4 separate regions of the Mus musculus genome follow, and all the other regions are linked to region 1. A link is a contact called in public HiChIP or PLAC-seq data. All regions are on one chromosome and are shown on one strand. The core of a region is the stretch at or near the end of the contact, and the rest is flanking DNA. Distances in the headings are between cores, read along the strand shown. Region 1 has its middle 30 kb from the start of Gm38563. Region 2 has its middle 210 kb from the start of Gm24696. Region 3 has its middle 170 kb from the start of Gm24696. Region 4 has its middle 38 kb from the start of Gm24696.

What was found. HiChIP or PLAC-seq counts read pairs in DNA pulled down with a chosen protein or histone mark.
Region 2: a contact with region 1 is called in a CTCF HiChIP or PLAC-seq map of the NIH/3T3 cell line, with 6 read pairs. The contact joins two enhancer-like sites.
Region 3: a contact with region 1 is called in an HNF4G HiChIP or PLAC-seq map of pancreatic cancer cells. The contact joins two enhancer-like sites.
Region 4: a FOXA1 HiChIP or PLAC-seq map of pancreatic cancer cells shows a contact between it and region 1. The contact joins two enhancer-like sites. A contact is called at or near these places in 1 of 15 datasets of contacts at CTCF or cohesin (the NIH/3T3 cell line), 1 of 484 Hi-C or Micro-C datasets (neural progenitor cells) and 1 of 115 datasets of contacts at active chromatin or transcription factors (pancreatic cancer cells).

The regions. Positions count from the first base shown.
Region 1 is chr15:61,125,532-61,128,940 of GRCm38.p6, reverse strand. No RefSeq gene overlaps it. Among named protein-coding and RNA genes, the nearest start is that of Gm38563, 30 kb to the left of the region's middle. Within about 2 kb of position 1,615, at least 30 of the 459 cell types and tissues checked have an H3K27ac peak or open chromatin away from gene starts, as enhancers often do. A contact at or near this core is called in the NIH/3T3 cell line and pancreatic cancer cells, where this site is marked.
Region 2 is chr15:61,561,896-61,565,304 of GRCm38.p6, reverse strand. No RefSeq gene overlaps it. Among named protein-coding and RNA genes, the nearest start is that of Gm24696, 210 kb to the right of the region's middle. Within about 2 kb of position 1,769, at least 20 of the 459 cell types and tissues checked have an H3K27ac peak or open chromatin away from gene starts, as enhancers often do. A contact at or near this core is called in the NIH/3T3 cell line, where this site is marked.
Region 3 is chr15:61,531,224-61,534,632 of GRCm38.p6, reverse strand. No RefSeq gene overlaps it. Among named protein-coding and RNA genes, the nearest start is that of Gm24696, 170 kb to the right of the region's middle. Within about 2 kb of position 1,697, at least 64 of the 459 cell types and tissues checked have an H3K27ac peak or open chromatin away from gene starts, as enhancers often do. A contact at or near this core is called in pancreatic cancer cells, where this site is marked.
Region 4 is chr15:61,393,981-61,397,389 of GRCm38.p6, reverse strand. No RefSeq gene overlaps it. Among named protein-coding and RNA genes, the nearest start is that of Gm24696, 38 kb to the right of the region's middle. Within about 2 kb of position 1,654, at least 51 of the 459 cell types and tissues checked have an H3K27ac peak or open chromatin away from gene starts, as enhancers often do. A contact at or near this core is called in pancreatic cancer cells, where this site is marked.

The DNA of each region.
Region 1 (3,409 bases), core at 366-2,865:
TCTCAGTCCTGAGCCTAGCTTTCCATCCCTGTTTTCATCAAGGTGCTAGATCCAGAAAGGAAAGCTCTGTATGTAATCATGGCTCAAAGCCAACCATATGTAATACTAGGTTAGAAAGAGGAAGGACACAGTATGTAAGAAATGCCTGGTGCTTAATAAAGACCTGACTTAGTGTATATTTAATACATCCTCCAACAGAATCCTTGAAATAAAACACTATTCATTACATCTAATGAAAAGATTAACCATCTACTAAATAAGTCTCAGAAGTGACCAAGACAGTTTCCCAGAGTCTTTACAATTCTGTGATCATACCAACATGATGTGCTATTCAGCATAGTAGTTTATGTTACTTTCTTTTGGCTGATCAATTCAATTATATGTTTCAAGGCCCCCAGAATTATCCCAAGCAACAATCTAAGCCAATATTAACAAATATTTCCCATTAAAATGCAGATGGTAAGTATTTGAAGATGTTTCAGTTGTATGGTCTATGTTGCAACTCTGCCATTTTTGCACACATACAACATAAGAAAATACATAAATGAATTGCTGGACTTTTTTTCCCATAAAACTTTATTTATAAAACAGATCATGGGCCAGAGTTAGGGCTTGCAATTTCTGACAACAGATCTGCCTTTCCAGAAAGTCGATGAACTTTTGAGGTGCCTTTCTTTGGAGAAGTTTGGTTTCTGAACAGTAAGGCACAAGGGAACCTGACACGGAAATTCAATCCTTCCTTCTTAAGCCTCTGCAGCTGGAAGTTGTCCAGCTTGGCTGAGAATTGGTGCTAGCCAGTAGACTTGACATAAAATAAATTACTTCTATAGGCAAAACTGACTCCCTCAGGGGTACTGGCTCCCCAGGAGAATCCATTTGCCCTTGGAGGAAAGCTCAATGATTTCTACTGCTTCTACCTGAGTGTATCTAAAGTTCTTAGTGATCTAAAAGGAAGAAAAATCAGTGACTTGGACTAAAATACTTGAAAAACAGTAGACCCACTGCAGGAAGACATGAGGCCTGGTTCTCGCCGTGCTGTCAACTCCCTGCCTCAGATGGTTTTAAATGACTGAGGGTGAGTTTTTCCACCCAGGAACCAAGGAAATCTGGGATTTCCCTGAGTGTTGTTTGTGTTTCCGTCTGTATCAGAACCATCAAACTTGCTCTTCCAAATTTGACTCTCTAGATCTTCACCAGAACAAGGCAAATGCCTGATGCTAATTTCAGTTGGACTGAGGTCCATGTGTTGAGGGCCATGGCTAGGTATCTTAAAAATGGGAAATGCTTTAAGACCCCTGAATGAGAGAGATTATCCAGAGCACAACTCGCAGTGGGACCCTGTGGCTATGATGACTTTTGCTCATAGCTCCTTGCTCTAGAGGAAATGTAGCAAATGATGACACAGAATTCATTAGAGCTCTGCAGAACTTCAGAAAGGGTAAACAGCCTCACCTATACCTCAACTTGGAGAAATGATGTATTGGCTTAGGCCCATGTTATTTAACAATCTGTAAAGGGAAAATATCATAACTCCACACCCTTTTCCTCAGGCTAAACTATGAATTTGGAATTCTTCCCACATGCCTTTCCAGGGAGGTGGCTACAGCTGATGGGAAACCTCCTGCCTGCAGCAACAGGCCTGCAAGCTGAATCATTGTATCATGAAACCTGCACAGTGCACAGTTCCTCTAGGCTCAGCTGAGTAGCTGAGAGAAATCTCTCTCTCTCTCTCTCTCTCTCTCTCTCTCTCTCTCTCTCTCTCTGTGTGTGTGTGTGTGTGTGTGTATGAGTAGACTATATGTGTGTCCAGTATCTTAGTTGTGTACCTATGTTGTGAGTGCTATGTTTGCATATTGTATATATCTGTGGAAGTATGTCTTGTGGTTGTGATTCATCGATGTGTGTATTGAATGGTGTTTGTTCATATGTATATAGTGTGTATGATATATGTGGTGCTTTTGTCTATAGTATGTGTATGTGGGTGTTCAGAAGATACACAATGCATAGTATATATGGAAAATGTGGTCTGGTGAACATCATGTGTTGTGGGAGGTATGTGTGTATATGAGACGTGTATGTAAGTGGTAAGAGGCTATGGCATGTGTGTGTATGTGCATCTGTTTGGAGAGGTGAGTGTGAAGGGAATTATTAGGCAAGAAAGTTAGAATCTATAACTCTAACAGTTCCTACTAGATGTCAGCCTCAGACTAAGTGCTGAAAGTGGAGAGTTGGTTCTACTGAAAGCCTTCTGAGATCAGGGGCAAAACTATTCACTTTCTCTCCACCACTTCCATACCAGCTTCTCCAAAATAGACATCGTGATTATTCCAAATTTATAGCCACTGAAGACTAAGGCTATGGTGGCTACCTATGGAGCCATGTAACAAAAATGTCAAAAAAATTGAACTCAGTCAGCCCACTTCCATTCATTCAGTTAAAGCATTATAACCACAGCTAATAACTTTTGTTTGGAGGTTTCCATGCATCATGAGGCCTACACAGATGGTCATGTATGTTGTATTAAGTCTGAATGACCAAGTAAAGTAAGGGAATAGTAGAAGCTTGAACCTTGAACACATTTGCTCCAAGATGCATGCTCTAAGCGTTCTGTGACTTTGTTTCTAAGTGAAAGACAAACATGAGACAAGTGACAACAGACATGATAGGTATATGAGGTTTAGCAGAAGGGAATTCTGGTAGCATTCTCAGGGAGGTGGGGAACAAGCCCTGGAGATCCCCATTATGTCGGCACATCTGAGAATGTGACTCTGGGAGAAATAACAGGGTCAGTATCCCGGTTTCCAGACAAAGTGAAAGTCTGGGGATTTTAGCCCATACCTGTGTGATTTGTCCTAGTTTGGGTAGGGAGCAGTGGTCTCTTCCTTTTACCTCTTTTTTGATTATAAACTCCTTTGATTGGATGTGAAAGGCCACCAGTCATGTCAACAGTCTCTTGAAGTGTCTTTCTTCCCAAAGCTAAAGAATGGTTGATGTTAGACAAGTCATACAGAGAACAGTACGAAATCAAAGGAGGCCTGTGTGTGCAAACCCACTGTTTTCTAGAGAGCAAGGCACTGGGGGCATTAGCTACAGACTTTGTCATTCATATGGTGCTGGGTTAGGCAATCCTGTTTTAAGTCTTCCCAAAATAACTGGAGAACATTAAATTAACCTGTGATGATCACTGGGTGTTAGATCTGGGCAGCTTCACTTCCCGCTCAGGTTTCTGAACATTAAGGACTGGAACCAGGAACCTATGGTTTGCTGAGCTGTGTTTGTTATGAAAAATAAAATAGAGAGAACAAAAATATATATAAATGACAGTAACCAAGATTAAGAAATATGTACAGAATACACAGAGGAAGGCAGCCAACAGACCTTTTTCTGTGTATGTGTGTATATGCCTGTA
Region 2 (3,409 bases), core at 520-3,019, 440 kb before region 1:
GTTTAATTCTCATTTTTAAATTTAATTTTATTTGTAATTCATTTTTTTACACTCCACATTCCATTCCTCACCCCTCCTCACCCACCCTCCAACTGCCCTCACAGTCACACCTCTGATCTTTCTGATCTCTGAATTGACAAATGGGACCTCGTAAAATTGCAAAGCTTCTGTAAGGCAAAAGACACCATCAATAAGACAAAAGGCCACTAACAGATTGGGAAAGGATCTTTACCAATCCTAAATCAGATAGGGGACTAATATCCAATATATATAAAGAACTCAAGAAGCTGGACTCCAGAAAATCAAATAGCCCCATTAAAAATGGGGCTCAGAGCTAAACAAAGAATTCTCACCTGAGGAATACCGAACAGCTGAGAAGCACCTGAAAAAAAATGTTCAGCATCCTTAATCATCAGGGAAATGCAAATCAAAACAACCCTGAGATTCCATCTCACACCAGCCAGAATAGCTAAGATCAAAAATTCAGGTGACAGCAGATGTTGGTGAGGATGTGGAGAAAGAGGAACACTCCTTCATTGTTGGTGGGATTGCAAGCTTGTACAACCACTCTGGAAATCAGTCTAGTGGTTCCTCAGAAAATTGGACATTGTACTACTGGAGGATCCCGAAATACCTCTCCTGGGCAGATATCCAGAAGATGTTCCAACCGGTAAGAAGGACACATGCTCCTCTATGTTCATAGCAGTCTTATTTATAATAGCCAGGAGCTGGAAAGAACTCAGATGCCACTCAACAGAGGAATGGATACAGAAAATGTGGTACATTTACACAATGTAGTACTACTCAGCTATTAAAAAGAATGAATTTATGGAATTCCTAGGCAAATGGATGGACCTGGAGGGTATCATCCTGAGTGAGGTAACACAATCACAAAAGAACTCAAATGATATGTACTCACTGATAAGTGGATATTAGCCCAGAAACTTAGAATACCCAAGATACAAGATACAATTAGCAAAACACATGAACCCCAAGAAGAACGAAGACCAAAGTATGGACACTTTGCCCCTTCTTAGAATTGGGAACAAAAGACCCATGGAAGGAGTTACAGATACAAAGTTTGGAGCTGAGACAAAAGAATGGACCATCTAGAGACTACCACACCCTTGAATCCATCTCATAATCAGCCTCCAAACATTGACACAATTGCATACACCAGCAAGATTCTGCTGAAAGGACGCCGATATAGCTGTCTCTTGTGAGGCTATGCTGGTGCCTGGCAAACACAGAAGTGGATGCTCACAGTCAGCTAATGGATGGAACACAGGCCCTCCAATGGAGGAGCTAGAGAAAGTAACCAAGGAGCTAAAGGGATCTGCAACCCTATAGGTGGAACAACAATATGAACTTACCAGTACCCCCAGAGCTCATGTCTCTAGCTGCATATGTATCAGAAGATGACCTAGTCAGCCATCATTGGGAAGAGAGACCCCTTGGTCTTAAAAACTTTATATGCCTCAGTACAGGCGAGTTCCAGGGCCAAGAAGTGGGAGTGGGTGTGTAGGGGAGTGAGGGGGAGGGTATGGGGGACTTTTGGGATAGCATTGGAAATATAAATGAAGAAAATACCTAATTAAAAAAAGAATATAAACTTTCATGAACAGGATAGTCAGTGCAGTTAGGATCACTGTCACATTGTATGCTAGTCTCTCATTGCTGTGACACATCAAGGAGGAAGAATCTTTTAGGTTTGAAGGAATGGAGTCCATTGTGGCTGGAAAAGTGTGGCCATGGGAATGACTCATAGCTGTGGTGGCAGCAGTTTGAAGCTGCTTGCTCACATCTGAGATGATTTGGATGTAGGAGAGCCAGAGCAAGCCTGGGCTATATTTTAAAGCTCCTCCCTGTAGTGACCCACATCTTGCATCTAAGACTGTCTCCTAAAGATTCCCAAACCTATAAAACAAGAGTTACCTGCTGGAGATGAGACATTCAAGCAAATGAGCTTGTGAGGGAAATTTGACATTCAAACCTTAAGACATGGCTATTGAGCAAATAGAAAAGGGGATTTAAACAAAGTATACTGACTCCATACCTGCATTTTCTGCCATTTGTCACAACATTGGCTATCCTCCGCCCCCATCCCCACAATGTAACATTCTAGACCTTAACATTCCTTACTCATGAAATGTACAGGAAGTTGGGAACTAACTGAATATCTGTTGAATACATCCCTGCATTTGGGAGTTATTAAGACATACCTAATTTGCAGCTGTGAACTTGCTAACTTAGTTTGTTTTAAATGAGATGAGAATGCATGTTTTGTTTTTTAAATGGGGGAAAGCGAAGGAATCTTCCACTGGCTGAGCAATGTAATCAAACATGTTGTTTGAAGCCTGGTGCCCCAACTAGGTCAAGAATCATTGGAGTAAGACCCAAAGTTCACACTGACAGAAAAATAAAGTTCGAACTGACAGGGTGGCAGAGGCAAAGCCTACTTTGTTTTCAAACTCATACCCTCTACTCTGAGCTGGAAGAGGCTTATCTTGGTTGCTTCATCCTTTGACAGCACTCTGCCTGGGCTCCTTTGGTATTCCCAGTGCAGTAAATCTTATCTTTCTTTAATGTAGGCTCAGTTTTGTTTTAATTAGTATGACTTCTTTTAATTACAAGAGTCTTTTCTTCCTTCACTCCATTACAAGTTCAAAGGCATGTTCTTTAGAGTCTTCTGCACTCAGGTCACCTTATCTGTGGCCCTTCCTTCTCATCAGCTTTTATTGTCAAACCTTCAGTGTGGCTTCAGTGCACATGGCTTGATTTTACTTTTATGTCCTGACTTGCCCTGGACGGCCCAAGTCATTCAGAGAAGGGTGGCCCAGGGACAAGAAAGCCATTTTCAGTTCTGGATTCCCATAATTAATTGCTTTTTAATCAGGAGCAATGACTCTTTTGGCAAATGAGCCTGCCAAATATTTGCTTCCTCCCCTTGTGAGACGTTCAGCTCCAGCCAGCCACTGAAACCACACAGTTAGCTGAATAGCTTGGGGACAAGGATGCAGGCTGCAATTGTGTGAGGCTGTAGAGAGTTATTCATGAAATAGGGAGGCTTGTCTGAGATGGTGTCCATGTTAGACAATCTTAGCTGTTTTTTTTTTTTTAAACTGTCACTAATTCCTTTTACTATATTTATTTCATTCTCTGACTTAACTGCCAGGACGTGAAGATAAGGTGTATATTGGATTTTTTTGTCTCCACAAATATTTTAGGGCATATGAACAGAGAACACACAAGAAAAATGGACTACACACATGAAAAAACCTAACAAGTGATTGCTGTGTATTGCAACAAAGGGAATAGGATAGGACAGGAAGACAGTTAGAATGGGTTGGCCAAGAATACAGACCAAAACAGGTGGCATATGAAAGTTGATTTTCGAGTAGCTCTTTGA
Region 3 (3,409 bases), core at 448-2,947, 410 kb before region 1:
AATCCTCACTCTCCTTTAAATTCATGACCTCTTTTTTCCTTAATTGTTGTTGCATGCAGGTATGTATGCATATATACATATACATATTCCTAAATATACATATACAGATATATAAATATACACATATACATACCCACATAAACATTTATACATATACACATATATGCATAAATATTCCTAAATATAACCTCTTCAGACTATATAATGTTCCTTTTACTTATGCTTTTAAGGTTGATCAGTTGGTGTTGGATAACCAATTAGTGTGTTCTTCCCTGAGAAAGATCATCTCTCCCACTCCTAGCTTTGCTCACTTATCAATAGTTCCTTGTTTAGGGCAGAGACCTCAGGGACTCCATCCACTTTGAAAGTCCATTGCTATCATCTTTGTCCATCCTTGTTCATTTCACATTGGACAGTCAGGTTGGTTAGATCTTTTGAGTGTAGCTTCTGATGTTGCTAGGAGATAGCACCTCACAGCCAATAAGGGAGTGATTCCAGTTCAGATGTGGGGAGCAAACTCAGAAAGCAAAGCAGGGGACATAGAGAACAGTTACACACAAAGGACGAATGTCCTGACACAGGAAGTGGCACAGTAGAAATAGTACGAGTGAAAAAAATGTCTCTTCAAAAAGACTGTTAAATAAAATTAATGATGGTGATCTGGCTGGAAGGAGACAATGCTGTTCTACAAGAGAAGAATGGAACCTCTTTCATTTAAGCACTGCCTGCCTATGTTTCTGAGTGCCATCTGATACACTACCAGTGTGAAATGGTTCCAAAGAGCAACCACCAAATCTATTCAGGACATTGATAGATTAATAGATTAATAGAAACTATCTAAGATATTACATAAAAGTTTTTCATATTCTGAGATGCAGAAATTATTAGGAGTAAAGATGGCCTGCATGCTTTTTTTTTTAATCTGACCACAAAGCAGTTAATGTGTGGTTAGCTCTGAGGTCTCACATCTGAGCTATTGTTGAGACAAGTTAATTTCTCCTGTTTCTAGAACATTCCTGTAAGTTCTTCTTCAGTCTCAAATACAGGGCAAAATGAAAGCCAAACAAAACAACAAACAAACAACAACAAAACCAAAAACCTAAAACAAAGAAAATCAGTTTCTCGTCTTGAAGAAGAAGCCAGCACTGAACTCTACAGGGTTCAGTGAATCTATGTGTATCAGACACAGCTGAACATAAATTATCTATTAACTTTTGATATAATCCTGATTTTTCCAACGGTGTGATAACTCACAGCAGTCCTCTACTACATTGCCAGAATCACACAGCCAATAAACATCAGAACAGGATATAACCCCAGCCCATCTATCTGAGCCACCCATGCATTTAAAGAGCCTGCCTCATCATGTCCTAACACAGGACAAGCATGCTGCCTCTTCTGTATGTCCTTTTTCCATGTCCCACCTTCACATTCAGTGCTGGCCCAGAACTTGTGGTATTACATTAAGATACGGCCAGGAAGGGTCATAGGTGAGAGAAGAGCAATCCCACACCTACCCGTTTCTACAGCTGCACTGTTTCTTCCTTCAGATGAAGTTCGTGCTGTTATATAAAAGGAATGTTACCCAAATGCCTCCAGCATGAGTTTCCTTTTAAAGGAGAAATAGAAGAATGAGGCGTTTGGTTTTCCTTTGTTTGCCTGTAGCACCTATGTTAAGAATTTGTCCTTAAACCATGACTCACTCATTCTTGGAGCGAAGTACAAGGAAGTGAACAGATATAATACTTCTGTGAGATGTGGGCTTGAGCTTGTGTGGGAAAGATTGAACTGGGACCGTTAAGGCAACGTTTCATTCAAAACCCACCAATCCACCCCACCCTGCCCCTTCCCCAACAGTTCCCAACATGACTGTTGTTCCAGAAGGCCCATTTTCGGTCTTGCATGACTATCAAATATTCAGACAAGTGATATCTAGTTCCTTTGTATGTGGTTGCTTGCTGGATTGTTAAGGTTTATAATTATTAACTGAATCATTGGCTAGTTGTTCAGTAGGCAGTTGGATTGGGAATAGTTATTTACAGAACAAAAGCAGATGGCAGGACAAGTAGTTTAGATAGAGTGCAGGGTATATAAGCTTGAAAAGTATTGAGTTTTTGCAGATGGCATGGCATTAAGCTTTCAACTTAACCCACTGCATTTTAATTCCCTCGCTCTATAAGTGCATATGCTACCGGTAGAAAAGATCCTGTTAGAATACCAAGATCCCAGTTCTCAGTATATCAAGAACCATTCTAGAAAGTGACCCATTTGGGCAACTCCTAGCCCCCGACCTCTTCATCGCCAGCAATGTGGCTGCCTAGAAACTTCTCAGTGTAATTCACTGGCAACAGGGAGTTCCATGAATACCAGTGAGTCATCCTGCTGGCTACTGTGATCCACAAGTGGGATGCCTAGGTGCTCAGGATGTTTGCTTTGGAAGGAACTCACCCAAAGAATTTCTTTCCTTTGCATGAGACAATGAAGAGTGGGAAGTCACTCTGGGTGTGATTGTTTATCTCTCTTCTTTTATATCCATTGTTTAATTCCTGTGAAAATGCAAGTCCTGAAGCAATGAAAATTTAAGAATTTAGGAGGACCCTATAGAGAACAAAAATTTCAGTTGCCTGTGCTTATCCACTCATGAGGTCCTAATGTTCATTAAAAAACAAAAAAACAAACAAAAAAAAAACAAAGAAAGAAAGAAAAGAGAAGAGAAGAGAAAAGAAGAGAAGAGAAGAAAAGAAAAAGGCATCCTGAACTTCCTGCAAATTCTTGGCTTACACTGGAAATCAGTGTTATCACCCAATAGTGCCTGGTTATCAAAATGATACAACCCATGAATACTTCAATACCCTCCTGATTTCTGAATCAAGACTCAACAATACCACTCCCACTTGCACCACCGTCACGACCACCATCAGTACTACCACCACAAAAACCTATCACCAAGTAACATGTAAGTACCAAGTAACACAATAGCCAAAGGGAAATAGTTCAGACACAATTCTTTTATGTAGCAAAATGATTGGTGTGTCTTACTCTGTGGCTCAAGACTATCAGGGAAGTAAACTAATACTGATGTAATTCTCCCTCATTTCATTCATCGCCACAGACTGGGCAATCTCCCATGGCCAGCTGAATTCAAGCTTAGGAAACCGAGAGGCCCAGGTAGACTGCACTTTTTCTTACTCATATCCATTTGACATGTAAAAAGCATTCCCTTAAGGACTCTTGAAAATGGGCCTTCAACATCTTCTTGCCTGGAACTGAGTAAGATGGCTTTTCCTCGTGGTTGAGGAAGGCTGCAGAATGAGAATCCAGAATCTGCAGCCTTTTCTATGGAACATCGAAAAGGGAAGAAAGGCACGGTTGTAAACTGCCAGCTAGTATGATATCAAACCTGCTTCTT
Region 4 (3,409 bases), core at 405-2,904, 270 kb before region 1:
AATTTATCTACTTTTGTCCAACCATGAAATTTCTGAGTTGCTATGAGACTAAATCTGAATCACCTTCGGCAGACTTGTCTTCCAAGACATTGTGATGTTTTGTTCTAAGTAGTTTCAGCCACAGATGCCAAAGTTCTCTCTTGAGTCATCATTTGACATTGGGCTTTCAGAATCTCAAAAGAAAACTTGAACATCATTACAGTAGACTCAGAAATGCTCTAGGCAATGAACTCTGGCACTTATACTATCGTCTGCCATTGACTACAGCGTAAAGCCTCAACTGCTTTACTCTTAGTATACTCAGAGTGTTACAGAGATAAAGTTACCTGCTCAGCCAACTTCACTACATTGCTATGAAACTACTGAGAAATCAGAGACAGCACAATGTCACTAAGTTACTGTTAGGGTATGGATATCTTAGCCTCTTAATAAAACACTAAACCTCTTTCCTTTTTAAATAAAACGTTCTCATGTATTTCAGACTGGCCTCTACTTCTAATCTATCTCCACTTCCTGAGTGCTGAGATTATTGGTGCATGCCAGAATGTCTGTTTTTATGTGGTGTTAGGTATGGAACGCAGGGCATCATACATGTTATGCAAACACTCTACAGACCACATTACATATCTAGCAAGATTAAGTTTTCTAAGGATGTCGTGGGACATTTTTCTTTATTCATGCAGAGGTATATGAACTATCTTTACAGTAACATATTGGTCATCAGGAAGTTTCCGATAGGGTGGCAGAAAAAGGAAATTGGTGGGTTAAAGAATAAACCACCAACAAAAGAGTACACATGGGGGAACTCATGGCTCCAGATGCATATGTAGCAGAGGATGGCCTAGTCGGTTATCAATAGGAGGAGAAGCCCTTGGTCCCATGAAGGCTCTATGCCCCAGTGTAGGGAAATGCCAGGGCCAGGAAGCAGGAGTGGGTGGGTTGGTGAACAGGGGGAGGGGATAGGGTTTTTTTTGGAGGGGAAACTAGGGAAGGGAATAACATTTGAAATGTAAATAAAGAAAATACCTAATTAAAAAACAGCAAAAAAAAAAAAGAATTGTTAAGAAAAACAAATAAGAATGTTGTTAAAATTGAATATTCTTTTTCTTTTATGTGTGGGTACCCATACATGAGACTTTACAGGGTGCACATCCATGACAGATCCCAAGTCCAGACTGTCATGGCAAAAAGTTAATGATGAACTGAAGGAAAACTCTGGGATTAGAGGAAGAAGATGTGGCCCTAAATTTTGCACAGATCTTTAGAAACTGTATCCAAATTGAGTGACTTTATTTTCTGGCCTTCATTAGATTGTCATGATGAAAACAGGTTTTGGAAGTAATGTCTCTAGTAGAGGCTGTCCCTCTCATGACCTTTCTTACACAAAAGTTTTCACGATAGCTTTTAACCAGTGTTGCCTTTCCCCTCCTTCTCTGTCTATTCTTCTGTTGCTTTAGTGATTCTAGTAAGCTGAGTTTTCTTCCCCTCACCCCAAATCATCCTGACTACTTGAGGACATTTCTTCTCCTTATGCTGAAAATCCCCAAGAAGTAAATGGAGGGTCTTACCAGCAAGATTTACATAGTGTTACTTGGTTTCTGCCTTGGGAGCTAATGTGACAGGAAGTGTTTGAATGAGCTGTGCTGTCCTTACAGAGGCTCAGACTGGATCCAAGAAGAAAAAAAAAATGTGGTCAAACTAAACAAACAAACGGCTCACTGGAGAATGGGAAAGAAAAAAAAAAAGAAAGAACTGGCCGCTTGTTCTTTTTCTAGCTAATGAATTGAATTGATGCAGGAACTTCATCGTGTTCTCAGGGAAATCCTGTTGGCTGGGTCTCACTCCTCAGAACTACTAAATTTAGGTCACAGCTCAGTGGAGAACAATTACAGATCCTTAATAAAAGATAATTTACCCAGTGACAGCCAGCAAGACAGCTGGGCAGGCGTTCTTATTTTCTTGCTAATGTTGTGGGGGCTGGGGACCCTGTGTCGGGCTACGTGTTGACAGAAGGTTATGTTCTGACCTTGCACATCCGTTGGCTCATCTGCAGTGTGGTGTATGCCACCCCAAGTGATCCGAATGACTGAAAGCTACCCTGTATGGTTTTCTCTTCTCTTAGCCCCCTCCCCCCTTTAGTTTTTAATTTAGTTTTATAGTTTATAATCAGAGTCTCATGTAGACCAGGTTGGCCTTAAATCTTCTCTGTATCCCTGAAAATCTGATCTTGCCTTTACTCCCCAAGTTCTGAGATTTTAGGTGGGTACCTCCACGGCCAGTGTATGCACTGCTAGAAATCAAGCCAGAGAGCTTCGTGCAACATTGAGTTTTCTGCATCATGCTACAGTGAAAAGAAGCTGAGAAAGGACAGTTATATAGTGCAGGAAGAAGGAAGTAAGAAGGCATATTGTGCCTGCTTTTGAGTTCCTGGCACTTACCCGCCTAGCTTTCCTTCCATGTACTGCCTCTGCTCTTAAACCATGCTGGGTCTCCCGAAGGCGTTCACATCCTTCACTGTCTATGTCCTTGTTAACTCTTCTCCCTAATCTCTCCCCCCTTTGAATAGTCCATTGCTGATTTAAAACTTAGGCTATTTGTAATCTTTTTTTTTTTTTTTTTGAAACTTTCCTGTCACTCTTCAAGACATGATGTGACATCTTCATGTGCCTTGCCTTGATGTTCTTCATTAGAATGCTACCGGTCAAGTACAGACTATGCCATCATATTTTTGGTGTCTAGGATCATAAAACATCATGTTCTTGGTGTCTCGGTATAACACACTGCATTGAAGTCTCAGTCCTAATGACGTCTTGTTCCTGAACACAATAGGCATTCCCACGTGATACTCTCCCAATGTTAGCTGAATGCTTCTCTTTTCTGAGAGTTCTCTAGGAATTGTGTGCAATGGATTTTGACCATTATCATGTTCATACTGTGATCTCATTCCAGATGTATTCCCCAGTCCCTACCCACCCAACACTGTATTTGTCTTTTGAAAAACTGAAGTCTGTATATTGTGCTGCACATATATTCCTGGGCATGTGGCCTTACTCTGGAGCTATACCCTTAAAACCTTGACTCTTCCTCTCCCAGGATCTTTCAGTCACCAAGAGCTCTTTTTTTCTTTTTTCTTTTTTGGTTTTTGGTTTTTTTCAAGACAGGGTTTCTCTGTGTAGCCCTGGCTGTCCTGGAACTCACTCTGTAGACCAGGCTGGCCTAAAACTCAGAAATCTGCCTGCCTCTGCCTCCCAAGTGCTGGGATTAAAGACATGTGCCACCAGCCACCACCAACTGGCTATAGCTCTTTAGATAGGGAAAGACTCCATGCTTTCCTACACTCTCCATACTGTGATTTTGTTTGAAACGGGCTCCTGCAGACCTTGCATGTACTGTCATAGTTACTGTGTGT